2 separate regions of the Anolis sagrei genome follow, and region 2 is linked to region 1. Evidence: chromatin contacts called from public Hi-C data. All regions are on one chromosome and are shown on one strand. Each heading gives the region's core, a stretch centred on a gene start, on an enhancer-like site or on the middle of the called end of the contact. The rest is flanking DNA. Distances are from core to core; before and after follow the strand shown.

Region 1 (6,309 bases), core at 1,498-3,997:
CTTCCTTTTCTTTGTTTTGTTTTTCCTTTTAAATATTGATTACATTGACTGTTTAAAACCCAATAAATAATAATTGTACAAACAGGCTAACACTGGATTTCAAGTAGAAATAATGTTTCATCTAGTTGTTTTCAATCTGTAGATCCACATATGTTTTGGCCTTCAACTCCCAGAAATCCTAACAGTTGGTAGGCTGGGATTTCTGGGAATTGTAGGCCAAAACCCCTGGGGACCCACAGGTTGAGAACTACTGATCTAGAACAAGAGTCATTCTTCACTTTAGAACTTACCAGGAGGAAGCAACAATTCAACAAATGAAGGTTTCCCAATCATCTCTGGAAACACGGAGACCTCTTGTGGTTACTTTGGGGATATATCTTCACTACAAGTTGTCTTTTGCCTACTAGTTTTAACAATTCCAGACTCATGAGACATTACACTATGTTTTCATTTTGTGTAAGATTGACCATAGGTTCATGAGAAATTCTTGAGCTGGTATTACATGTTTCATACTTATTTTGTAATAGGCTTGCCAATTAGTAATTGTGTAATTTGGGTTGCTGCGAGTTTTCTGGGCTGTATGGCCATGTCCCGGAAGCATTCTTTCCTGTCGTTTCACCCACATCTGTGGCAGGCATCTTCAGAAGTTTTGAGGTCTGTTAGAAACTAGGCAAGTGGAGTTTATATATCTGTGGAATGTCCAGATTGGGAGAAAGAACTCTTTGTCTGCTTGAGGCAAGTGTGAATGTTGCAATTGGCCAGTTTGATTACCATTGAATGGCCTTGTAGCTTCAAAATCTGGCTACTTCCTGGGGAATCCTTTGCTGAGAGGTGTTAGCTGGCCCTGATTGATTCCTGGCTGGAATTCCTCTGTTGTTTGAGTGTTCCTCTTTATTTATTGTCCTGATTTTAGATATTTTTAAAATACTGTTAGCCAGATTTTTGTCATTTTCATGATTTCCTCCTTCCTGTTGAAATTGTCCACATGCTTGTGGATTTTAATGGCTTATCTGTGTAGTCTTGTTAGAGTGGTCCAACACTTCTGTGTTGTCAAATGATATGCTGTGTCCAGGTTAGTTCATCAGGTGCTCTGCTGTGGCTGACTTCTCTGGTTGAATTAGACTGTAGTGCCTGTCATGTTCTTTGATCCATATCTGGGTGCTACATTTGGTGGTCCCTATGTAAATTGTGTAGTTTGTTTCCAAAAGGTTCCAAATCCAAAAATAATTGAAAAATGAGTTTTAGTTGGCAGCAAATTGTTGGCTAGGAATAGAATATTATATAAAGATCAAAACTGTCAAAATGTATCAAATCACTTTGGTACAGGGCTTGGAAAATTACATTTTATAGCTAAATAATGCATGTCCTCAGCACATTTCCCCCCATATTCCTGTTAAATTTGTTCAGATCAATTTGGTGTTTTCTGGAAACAAGCTCCATAATTGTGTTGCATTTGTGGAATGTTGCTAATCTATAGCCCAAGTCTAATATTTGGTCTATACAAGTTATGAGAGTGCCTTGGACTGTGAGAAGATCCAGGAAATAAAGCCCGACTGCTCATTGGAGGGAAGGATACTAGAGACAAAGTTGAAGTACTTTGGCCACATCATGAGGAGACAGCAAAGCCTAGAGAAGACAATTATGCTGGGGAAAGTGGAAGGTAAAAGGAAGAGGGGCCAACCAAGGGCAAGATGGATGGATGGCATCCTTGAAGTGACTGGACTGACCTTGAAGGAGCTGGGGGTGGTGACGGCCGACAGGGAGCTCTGGCGTGGGCTGGTCCATGAGGTTACGAAGAGTTGGAGATGACTGAACGAATGAACAACAACACAAGTTTTAAATTTTGCATCACTAATATTCTCTTTTTAATACTTATACTTGTTCAGATGCATATCTATCAATACACCTTCTACACATTTTAGTTACTTATTTCATTATGAATGATGCTCCACGCAGTCATGCTGGCCAAATGACCTTGAAGGTGTCTCCGGACAACGGCGGCTCTTCGACTTAGAAATGGAGATGAATACCACCCCTCAGAGTCGAACACAACTAGACTTAATGCCAAGAGGAAACCTTTACCTTTACCTATTTCATTTCTTTGAAATTAATCTTCCTTTAAAGGTAGTCTTATTTTAATTTCAAATATGTTAAGTCTGGATATGGCCAAAAGCAACAACAGAATACATCTTAAATATACACATAGAAAGTTTTCAATGCCAGGTTATTTCCATTTCTGTTTCACAATACTTTGAGCAGTACACATTTCTCTTGAAGCTCTTCAAATGCTGTCCTGTGAAATATACATTTGTTGGAAATTATTGTATTGTATGTAAAATGAGTGAGCAAAGCCAAACTAGATTAATCACAATGCAAAGTGTGCCATCATATTACTTGCATGAAGTGTGAGGAATGAACAACTAAACATGGAAGAGAAAAACCTATTTTAGACTTTAGCTTCAAAAGGGTCATTCTTTGTAGATACTCATTTTGGTCTATATCTATAAGTGAGTGAAAAGCATATATAGTTTACCTCTCTGGCAAGCAGGTTCCTTTTGCTGAGAATCAGATTTCTTGTCTGACATAGTAGAAACTCTCTCTCTCTCTCGTGTGTGTGTTTTTATTGTGGGTTTTCTCTATTACTGTTCCAAATGATGCTATATTTACACTTGGGCAACTCTGGCACTTCCTTCGTCTCACTAGTAATCAGACACAATGGGAAACTGAGGGTATTTTCAGAGCAGCAGCTTCATCTGCCATCAGTGAGCATGCTCTCTCCTTGGAGCAGACTCAGTAGCAGCGAGCGAGAAAAAAGGAAATCACAGGGACAGTTACAGAACAGTGAATTGAGCAGAAAGAAAAACGGTGAAATGACAGAAGAAAAGGAGGAGCAATCCAAGGGCAAAATGCCTCCAAGCGAGGTAGATGCCAAGATAGATGCTAAACTCATCCTCTATCACTGGACACAGTCCTTCAGCTCTCAAAAGGTGGGTGGCTAATCCCATTGTCTTCCAGAAATAGAAGGTTTCAGTACCTGGACAGCTCCCTTTACCCATTTTGCCCACTTTGAAGGGCAGATGCTGTGCTTGAATGAGAATGTGCTTTATTTAAATGCAGCAATCGATATACATCTGGAGGGGAGAACAGATGGGAAAGGAAAAATAATGAATGGGATTGAGGCACAGGCCAGAAGGTTTTCAAAACAGGCCTCACGGCCTTTACAGTTTTCATTGCCTATTGTTTACTCTGAAATGATCAGCCATTACTTGCATGATTCTTCTTATGTGGTATTATTTACCACAGGAGTGGGAAATATTTGATTGTTCACTCAATTTCACTTATAACTGCCGTCACCCTCTAACCAGTATGATTGATGATTATGGATTGTGGAAGCTGTAGTAAAAATATATAGATCACCAGAGCTTCCAATTTAGAGAAATTACAGAGCAGTCTTTCACACTTAGCGCTTTGCAGGCATGTTAACTAACAATGTCTATGGCACTTTTAGACTCATGCCTCCACAGCAGACCAGTTTATCAGGGTTCAAACACTGGTTTCCAGAGACATAGTCCAACATTCCAGAGCACACATATTTCCACCCCTTCAGACCATTTCCACTGCTTGTTACTTTATATTAAAAAAAGCCCCCTACATTCGAGTTGCACCTGCAAGTCCCAATTCTCAGCACCTTTCCTGCTCCTTAGGACCCCTTCCACACAGGTGTATAAAATCCACATTGTAGGGGATTATATGGTAGTGTGGACTCAGATAACTCAGTTCAAAGCAGATATTGTATATTATCTGCCTTGATATTCTGGGTTAGATAGCTGTGTGGAAGGGCCTTATATCTGTCTGGAAGCAGTCCTGATCCTGGGAGGTGCTGAGAATTGGTTCATCAGTTGGCTCTCATGCTTTTGGGACTAGCTGCTATTAGCATGTCTTATCTTGGGCTTTCACTTGAAATCTCTCTTTTATCATTGCTGTTTACATTTATGTGCTGCAACCTAGAAAAATCTATGTTTGTGTTGTATGAGTATTGCTAAATTTGGTGTTTGGGCATTGCCAATTTTATATTTATTTCAGCAAAAGGGAGAAAAAGGGTGAAAGCAAAGGTTAAGGAATTGTGACTTTGCCTTGAAAATGTGGGAGGACAGGAGCTGGGGGCAGAAAGGATGTATTCTAGGGCTGGGGTGAGAATATGGAGGGCTGGCAGGACACTGGCTCATAGAAGTGTGGAAACATAAGAGAGGCCTATGGTTTCTGCTGCAAGGAGAAGGCATTAGGGAAGTTGCTTTGCTCCTTTTCTGCCCTGTGCAGGCCACTGACTGGGCCTTCTGCTCTACCATCCCACCCTTTCCCCCCAGAACTGCTGGCTCTGCTTTGTAGGTTGGCAAAATGGCATTGATGTGTAATAGAGTTCACTGTTTAGTGCATCTTTCAATATAAGAGAAACAAGAAAACTACTCAATGAATTCAAAGACAACCAGCAAACATTAGATTAGTTTGTCAGTATCATAAAAAGGAAGTATAATATTTTGTCTTAACTCTCTCTCACACACACACTCAAGACAAACACAGGAAAACAGCTATATTTTCCATGGGAATCTGTGTCATTTCTTTTAGGTTCGTTTGGTGATTGCTGAAAAGGGACTGAAATGTGAAGAGCATGATGTAAGCCTTCCACTGAGTGAGCACAACGAGCCCTGGTTTATGCGATTAAATGCATCTGGAGAAGTCCCTGTGCTCATTCACAGAGACAACATTATTTGTGATGCCAACCAGATTATTGACTACTTGGAAGAGACATTTACAGATGGTAACCAGAATGCTTGTGTGATTTCAATTAATGCAAATATAGTGTGTTGCAGGGGGTAGGGATGGTGTAGGGCAGTGGTTCTCAATCCATGGGTCCCCAGATGTTTTGGCCTTCAATGCCCAAAAATCCTAACAGCTGGTAAACTGTATTGTCGAAGGCTTTAAAGGTCAGAATCATTAGGTTGTTGTAGGTTTTTTGGGCTATATTGGCCATGTTTCTAGAACATGGCCATACAGCCCGAAAACCCTGCAGCAACCCAGCTAGTAAACTGGCTGGGATTTCTGGGAGTTGTAGGCCCAAACATCTGGGGACCCACATGTTGAGAACCACTGGTGTAGGGAGATAACTTTAAAACAAGGTGGACTGAGAGCATACATCTTGTTTTTGAAATGAATTGGATTTCTAGCTTAATTGTTCTTCTGGAGGCACAGTTCAGTTTAGGACAGGATACATGCTTTCCATTTTTCTTGCTTTAAAATTGAAATAATGTAGGGACAAGATTAACAGCACTGCTGAAATTTAGTAGGATGATGGTAGCAGCAAACTTCACTGAGGGGGTGGGTTTTGCTAAAACAGTTAAGGATCTAAGGATCCCTGCCTTATTGCATGGAAGTCTGTTTTTTATGATTGCATGGTTATCTACATCCTCAATACTTATTTAGTACTTATTTAGGAGGAAATATAATGTAAAGCATAAAGAAAAATGTACAGAAAAATGAGCTGCCAGAGAAATATGCGGGGGGGGGGGGGGGGGGGACTGGACAAATATTATTCCCAAACAGGTTATCATTTTCTTAGTCCCATTTCTTTCATAGGAAGCTACAGTCAGAGTACCTGTCCAGCTAAACCAGTGGTTCTCATCCTGTGGGTCCCCAGGTGTTTTGGCCTACAACTCCCAGAAACCCAAGCCAATTTACCAGCTGGTAGGATTTCTGGGAGTTGAAGGCCAAAACATCTGTGGACCCACAGGTTGAGAACCACTGACCTAAACTAACATTGTATGCCCTGGCAGGATGGCCCATCCCTATAGTTGCCACTTTATAGAGAAGTTGGCAGTTGGCTATAGCTTTTGTAAACAAGTAGGAAATGTGATCACTCCGTACTTCTCCTTAATGTTGTTTTCATTGTCCATTATACATTTTAAACTCAGAAAATACCCCAAGGCTAATGCCAGAAGAAGGAAGCATGTACTATCCAAGGGTTCAGCACTACAGGGAGCTCTTGGATTCTTTGCCCATGGATGCCTATACACACGGCTGCATTTTGCATCCTGAATTAGCAGTGGACTCTTTGATTCCAGCTTATGCCACAACTCGTATTCGGAGTACGTACCAAGAATATGTTTTCTACACTGGTTTATATGCTGTTTAAAAGTGCACTGTTACAAAGTGCTGAGATTTGGGTCTCCTAAACTTTCAATGTCTTTGGGTATTCATATAATTTTTAGTCTGCAATTGGAATCAGAACGTGGAAATGTATTTTTTCTTTACATC
Region 2 (6,309 bases), core at 2,431-4,930, 140 kb before region 1:
TAAACAACAATCCAAATACATTGATAATAAGTATAAAACATCATAAAATAACAATTTAAAACAACAATAATATACATTCACATTCTTGTGGCATCAGGTCAGATCACATTGCACTTTGTTCCAGTCCATAAACATGGTGTTTCTTGTCACTCCAGCTTTGTTTCCTTCATTGAAGGCCTGTCTAAACAGGAAAGTTTTTAATTGGCTCTTGAAGGAAGGAAGGAAGGGAGCTGTTTTCATTTCTTTTGGGAGGGTGTTCCACAGGGTTAGGGAAGCCACTGAAAATGCCCTCTCCTTCATTGATGTCAGTCGCATTTGCAGCGGTGGTGGAAGTAAGAGTAGGAAGTGAGAAGTGAGATCAGGTCAGTTGGTGTGAGGAGCTGCAGTCAGATAAGTAAGTTGGACCTGAACCGTTTAGGGCTTTAAAGGTCAAAACCAGCACGTTGAATTGGGCTCAGAAACAAATTGGCAGCCTGTGTAGGTGTTCTAGCGGAGGAGTTGTCCTTCTATGGGTCCAGCACCTGTAAGTAACCAGGCTGCAGCTCTTTGGGCCAGTTGAAGTTTCCGGGCACTCAAATTCTTCAACAAATTGTGACTCTCGGAATAAAATGCAGAAAAATTAAAACATGAAAATTACAAAAGCCACTTGGATAATCATGGATTGATCATCATCATCATAGGTGACTCCTTGTGGCCAAGGATTATTGTCTTCCAAGGGTAGAGTCTTGGCAGTGGGTCTGTAAGTAACTGTAAATGATTTTGGACTCACATGGCCTGTCACAATGAAGATACACATTTCCAGGTGGAAGGTGATCATGACAAGGGTTTACATGATTCACTTATGTTTGAACTTTCTGTTCTAAATATTGGTTTGTGGGTCTCAAACATTAGGGGGCAGGCAAGGACACTTTAGGAAAGTCCCTCTTCCAATTACACACATCTCACTTGTCTCCTTAAACTGCCTTTACTTTTGGCATCTGTTTATGCCTTCTTCTCTCTAAGAACTTTGCCAACCAAAGTTGTTTTGTTACAGCAATATCTTCTGTGCATATTCTTGAAACACACACACATATTCACACCTCCCTCATGCATAAACTCACCCGAAGCTTTCAGGTTTAGTTGTATTGAGGGCTTGTTTCCACCTCTTCCTGAGAAGCTTCACGTATGGTAGAACAGAGCTCTTACATGCCATTTTGAAATTGTGACATGTGAATGGCAGATGTCAGAAAACTCGGAATAGCAGAAGAGCCATTTGAAATTCAGATTTCCAGATCAACCAACGCTCAGCTCAATATAGATTTGGGAAATTTGCTACCAAATAGAACCGTTTAGTATTAGAGTGTTTATTGCCTGTTTTAACTAACAAAATCAATATGTAGATATTCCACACACTGCAATGTAAAGCCTAAATGGCACCTTTTGCTTACAATTAATGAATGATGTTCTGAATGGCTGGCATTACAACTGCATTAACCACAATGAGACTTAAAAGACCAACAGATGTATAGCATAACTGGATGTATCACCTTTCTTTGCCCAGTAATTGAAATTCTGTGGCCAGTGTCCAAAATAAAAGCAAAAAATAGAATATAGAAATGAAAGAAGTCAGATAAAAAAGCAGTGGAATGAAAAACAAATTAGAAATAGGAATAAATCAATTCAGGGCTTTGCCATAGTTGTGAATCATAGTCCTTGGGACTGCAGCCCCTACCATTGACTACACTTCCTTACCATTGACTACGCTTGCTAGAGCTGCTGGAATTTGCAATCCAGCAACATTTGAAGGATAGCATAGTTCTCACCTCTGCACTTAATGCACTTAAGATGCTGTGGAGTCTTAAGGTTCTTGAAGTCTCAGCCAGAGTACAATACATATGGATGTAGAATATAATTTTAGTAGTGTTCATGTAGTGCTAAACTATAACTTTATCCATTGTTTTGCTATAGCTGGATGAATGTATACAATGTACAAATTCATGCAGGCCAACGAAGAATAACATTTCCTATAACTGTCATTAAGTGAACTCTTATCCACATAACAGATTTAAACTTTTGCTACACTGGACATAATGCTGCTATGAAAGTGCACATATAAGGTCATATTGTCTGTTTAGAAGTGATGGTCTTTTTGATAACATTATGATGGTTAAAACAAATGAACACTTTATGATACTTTGCGATTCCAAAAACGGACACTCTGGTTGGACACACTGTAAATGCTGGACCAGATAGGATTTTATTCTGCCCTGAGTCCCTTTTGGGAGATGGTGGCAGGATATAAATGAAGTTGTTGTTGTTGTTGTTATTATTATTATTATTATTATTATTATTATTATTATTATTATTATTATGGTTCAGTATGTCTTAGTTTTTATCTCCCTAGATTTTCCTGAAACACCAAATGTATTTCAGGATAATACCATGGAGATAAAAAGAGATGCTAAAATCAAACTAAAATCCTATCTGGTCCAGCATTTAGTATACAAAGCACTGCACCAGCATGGTGTAGTGGTTTGAGTCTTGGATGAGACCCTGCTTTGAATTCTCATTCTGGCACAGAAAACTTACTGGGTGATCTTGGACAGGTCACACTCTCTTGCCTTCGGTGGAAGCCAACAGCAAATAATCTGAACAAATTATGTCAAGTTATCCCCATGATATGTTCGACCTAGAGTCACCAAAAGTCAGAAATGACACAACAACAAACCAAAAGTACTACTATGATACTCTGATTACTGCAAATGTATTGATGCTAAGTGAGTTCTACTAAAACCACTGGGGATTAATTTCTATATAATGGATATAATCCAGAAAAAATATACTCCAAGTATCATTTAATTATGTAGGAGGTTTTCCAGTTGGTGTTTTAAATTATTCTGAAAAATGAGTTGCAAGGAATTCTCAAGGGTTTCTGTGTGTGTAAAAGAGCTTCTTTCTATAGATGCCACTAGAGGGACTCGTTCCCTGACTTACAACATTGATGGATCCTAAAAAAATGTATCAACCATGTTTATAAAATGCAAGATAAAGCTAATGAACTAAAAAGTTTGTGCCTGCTTTGATTTTGCCAGTGTGACATTATCAATGCAACAACGAGTAGCATTGATAACCATTGTATTGTGTGATCCCTGCAAGTTATAGTTGCAAGAGGAAATGTGTGCTCAGGGATTTGTTTTAAAGACCAAGGTTTTTTGAAAGAAATATAGTACTTTTCACTGATATGACTTAGTACATTTCATAATTTTCACAGTAAGAATATTTTCCTGCAGCGATTTTTTTATATAGATCTCTTTAGGGAAAATATAAATATTTGTATAGTTATGAGCACAAGAGATACAATGGCGCTGGTTCACTGTGTTTTATCAGCCAAACATTTCTAACTGGCAGTATTTCTTGCTCAGTAAATTTACATGTTTTGGGTGTAATCTTTCACTTCCTTCATTGCTTTCCACCTGAAATGTTAATAGCAAAGTCACCCTATTACAATTTATTTGTGGAAAACCACAAATGCAGCTTTACACATAGGAAATTTCACACAGGTGATAATGCAACATTCTTCTGAAAAAAACAAATCAAGGGGAGGAAATGTTTTCAGATATTTAAATCATATATTTGTTTTAGAATAAATGTTCTTCCCCAATTGCAGAAACCACGTGTCTGAGGATGACTAAGAGTGGCTTTGTTCCTCTTAACAGAAAGTGAAGCAATCTAGCATAGCCCTCTCTTTGTCTTCTCTTAAAATGGTTTAAAGATAAGTAAACATGTCCCCGCTTGCTATTTTGATCCTTTCTGTTTGTGGATTTACTGCGGCAGGGGAAAAACACCTGCTTTGCAGATCAGATGACCTAGACATTTTATTTTCCTCCTGCGGTAAGTAGAAACATCAGATTGCTTTGATTTAAAAATGTTTGCAGAAGCAACAGTTTGTCTCTCCCTCTAATTAAAGCCCCTGATGGGACATTGTAGTCTTGCCGATGCATATGCTGTTGCAGCATTTACTCAGAAATGGAACTTGCTTTTCACCTGCAGAGTAATAAACAAATGCCTCAACATTTCATCAACCAACTCAACTGCCTGTTTATACACAAACACACACATTTAATAGAGAGATTGAATGTTTGCTTCTTGCTCCTAATATAATTTGAGACCTTTTGCATTTAGCTCAGCCGACTTAAGGCCAAGGTTGTTTGTGCTGAGTTTCACAGATACTCCCTTTGGGCATTTCTAATATTTAAAAAAATATTTTCAAAGTGCAGTTTGGATAAATATGATTCAGTTTGCAACTCTGCTATTGCCTGATGGCTAGGAAATAACTGTATACGTGCATCATTTTTCCAACAAACATTATCTCCCTGAGGTTGCGATTTGTCTCAGTAGAATACAGGTAGTTTTTTTAAAAAAAAATTAACAAAAATTACTGGTACTATTTATTACAAGAAACCAAAATATGCTATTGCTGGGTTGTTAATCCTGCCCCTTCTGTTCCAAGGTGAGCAGCTACCATGAATTCTGTGACCATGATCCCCTGTAAGACTTCAAAAGGATGCTTTTGAAAGGTGGATCCTGGACCTAAAACAATTCCTAGGGAGTAATGGTAAAACTAAGGGAAATTTGGGGAAACTAGAAAGGCCATTTGAGAAGGGTTCATGTAGCCAATGGGCTGCACTGTATGCAACCCAACCTACATTGTATCTATAATGATGATGATGATGATAATAATAATAATAATAATAATAATATATTTATATTCCACCCTTCTCCTTGAGGGGACTCAGAGTGGATTGCAGTATATAAGCAAACATAGGTAAACATTCAGTGCCTTATTACAATGACATACAATGAGACACTAACACACAGACAAATACAAATACTTCTTTCATTTCCAGCTTCTGGAGGTGGTGCTTATCTCCGGCTCTGGGGGAAGTGCTCTTTCTCCATTTTCAAGCTGAGGAGCCTGTGTCCATAGACACCTCCTAGAGCAGTGGTTCTCAATCTGTGGGTCCCCAGATATTTTGGCCTTCAACTCCCAGAAATCCGAACAGCTGACAAGCTGGCTGGGATTTCTGGGAATTGTAGGCCAAAACACCTGGGGACCCACAGGTTGAGAACCACTGTTGTAGAGCATCCCTTTGACTGCTTGGAGCATCCTTTTGCCTTTTTTTGTCAAAGCAGTACCTATTGATCTATTCACATTTGCATGTTTTTGAACTGTTAGGGTGGCAGGAGCTAGGGCTAACAGCAGAAACTCACCCTGTCTCGTGGATTCGAATTGCCAATCTTCAGGTCAGCAGTTTAGCAGCACAATTGCACCACCATGGCCCTTAGAGCAAGCCCTCACCTTAAGTGGCATTTACAGCAAAACTTCATAGAGACCAGTGATGTGTCTATCTACCTGTACACACACAATGAAAAATGTGCCAGCAGAATGTCTGCTTCACTCTCTGCCTCATATGCAGACTGTCTACTCAAATGCGTGCCATGATTTGCCCTTCAGACTGTGTAATGAATTGGTTTCTGCCACCAGGAGTCGAAGGCCTTCTCAGGATCATGGCAAATATCAATAGTGATCCATTGTAGTGAAAGAGTCAACTTGTGTCAGTCACCTTGTTTGATACTTTTTTTGGGATTAGCTTAACAGTTTGAGGTTGGGAAAAAGATATGAAGGCTGGGAATGGGCGAGAGAATTAATTTTCCTCTGTTGTTTACAATGTGACATAGTTCTTACAGTAATTGACTGGGGAAAGAGATGTATTGTGCTTGGGCACTGTAGTTTTGAAAGTTTTCTTCTACAGATGAACCCTTGAGAGTCCATCTTCCACTGGGTGGAGTGCATCCAAACCCAAATTTGCCATATATCTGATGGATCGAGAATTTGATTGCTAAGTAGAACTTGTTTGGGGCCCAGTGCAACCATTGGCTGTGAGGGAATGATGGACCCCATTAATGAAAAGATTGAAAAGCTTCTCTGTTGTCAACCATTTGTTGAATCATTGCTTTACCAGCAATAAAGCTTGTGCCAAAGGAGTAATGTGTCCCAGTGTTCTACACTGAAAGAACTCTTGGAGAAACCTGGAATTACACCCAGTTCTATAACAAGACAGGCTGTCTCAATAGCCATAGGCAAGTTGCTTTCACTCAGATTGGAATAACAGTATCCTAACTCAGAAGGATAATTTAACCAAGGGATGGGTCATTGTTCAATAGCGTAGGAAGCATATCTTGCATGCACAGCATTCCTAGTTGAATCCCTGGTGATTTTGGAAGAAAGTATTTATGCAGCACAGTTGGGAAAGATTTTTGTTTGAGAAT

Evidence for each region. Hi-C and Micro-C count contacts between places; a contact is called where the count stands out from the background.
Region 2: a Hi-C map of mixed tissue shows a contact between it and region 1, with 12 times the contacts expected there. The contact joins the promoter of LY96 here to the promoter of GDAP1 in region 1. A contact is called at or near these places in 2 of 2 Hi-C or Micro-C datasets (both in mixed tissue).

What each region holds. Positions count from the first base shown.
Region 1 is chr4:42,261,292-42,267,600 of rAnoSag1.mat, reverse strand. GDAP1 (ganglioside induced differentiation associated protein 1) reads left to right here and starts at 2,747. Exons shown (of 6, transcript XM_060775498.2): 1 at 2,747-2,987; 2 at 4,624-4,816; 3 at 5,967-6,140. The coding sequence starts at 2,769.
Region 2 is chr4:42,403,101-42,409,409 of rAnoSag1.mat, reverse strand. It overlaps LY96 (lymphocyte antigen 96), which reads left to right and starts at 3,680. Exons shown (of 5, transcript XM_060771687.2): 1 at 3,680-3,870. The coding sequence starts at 3,762.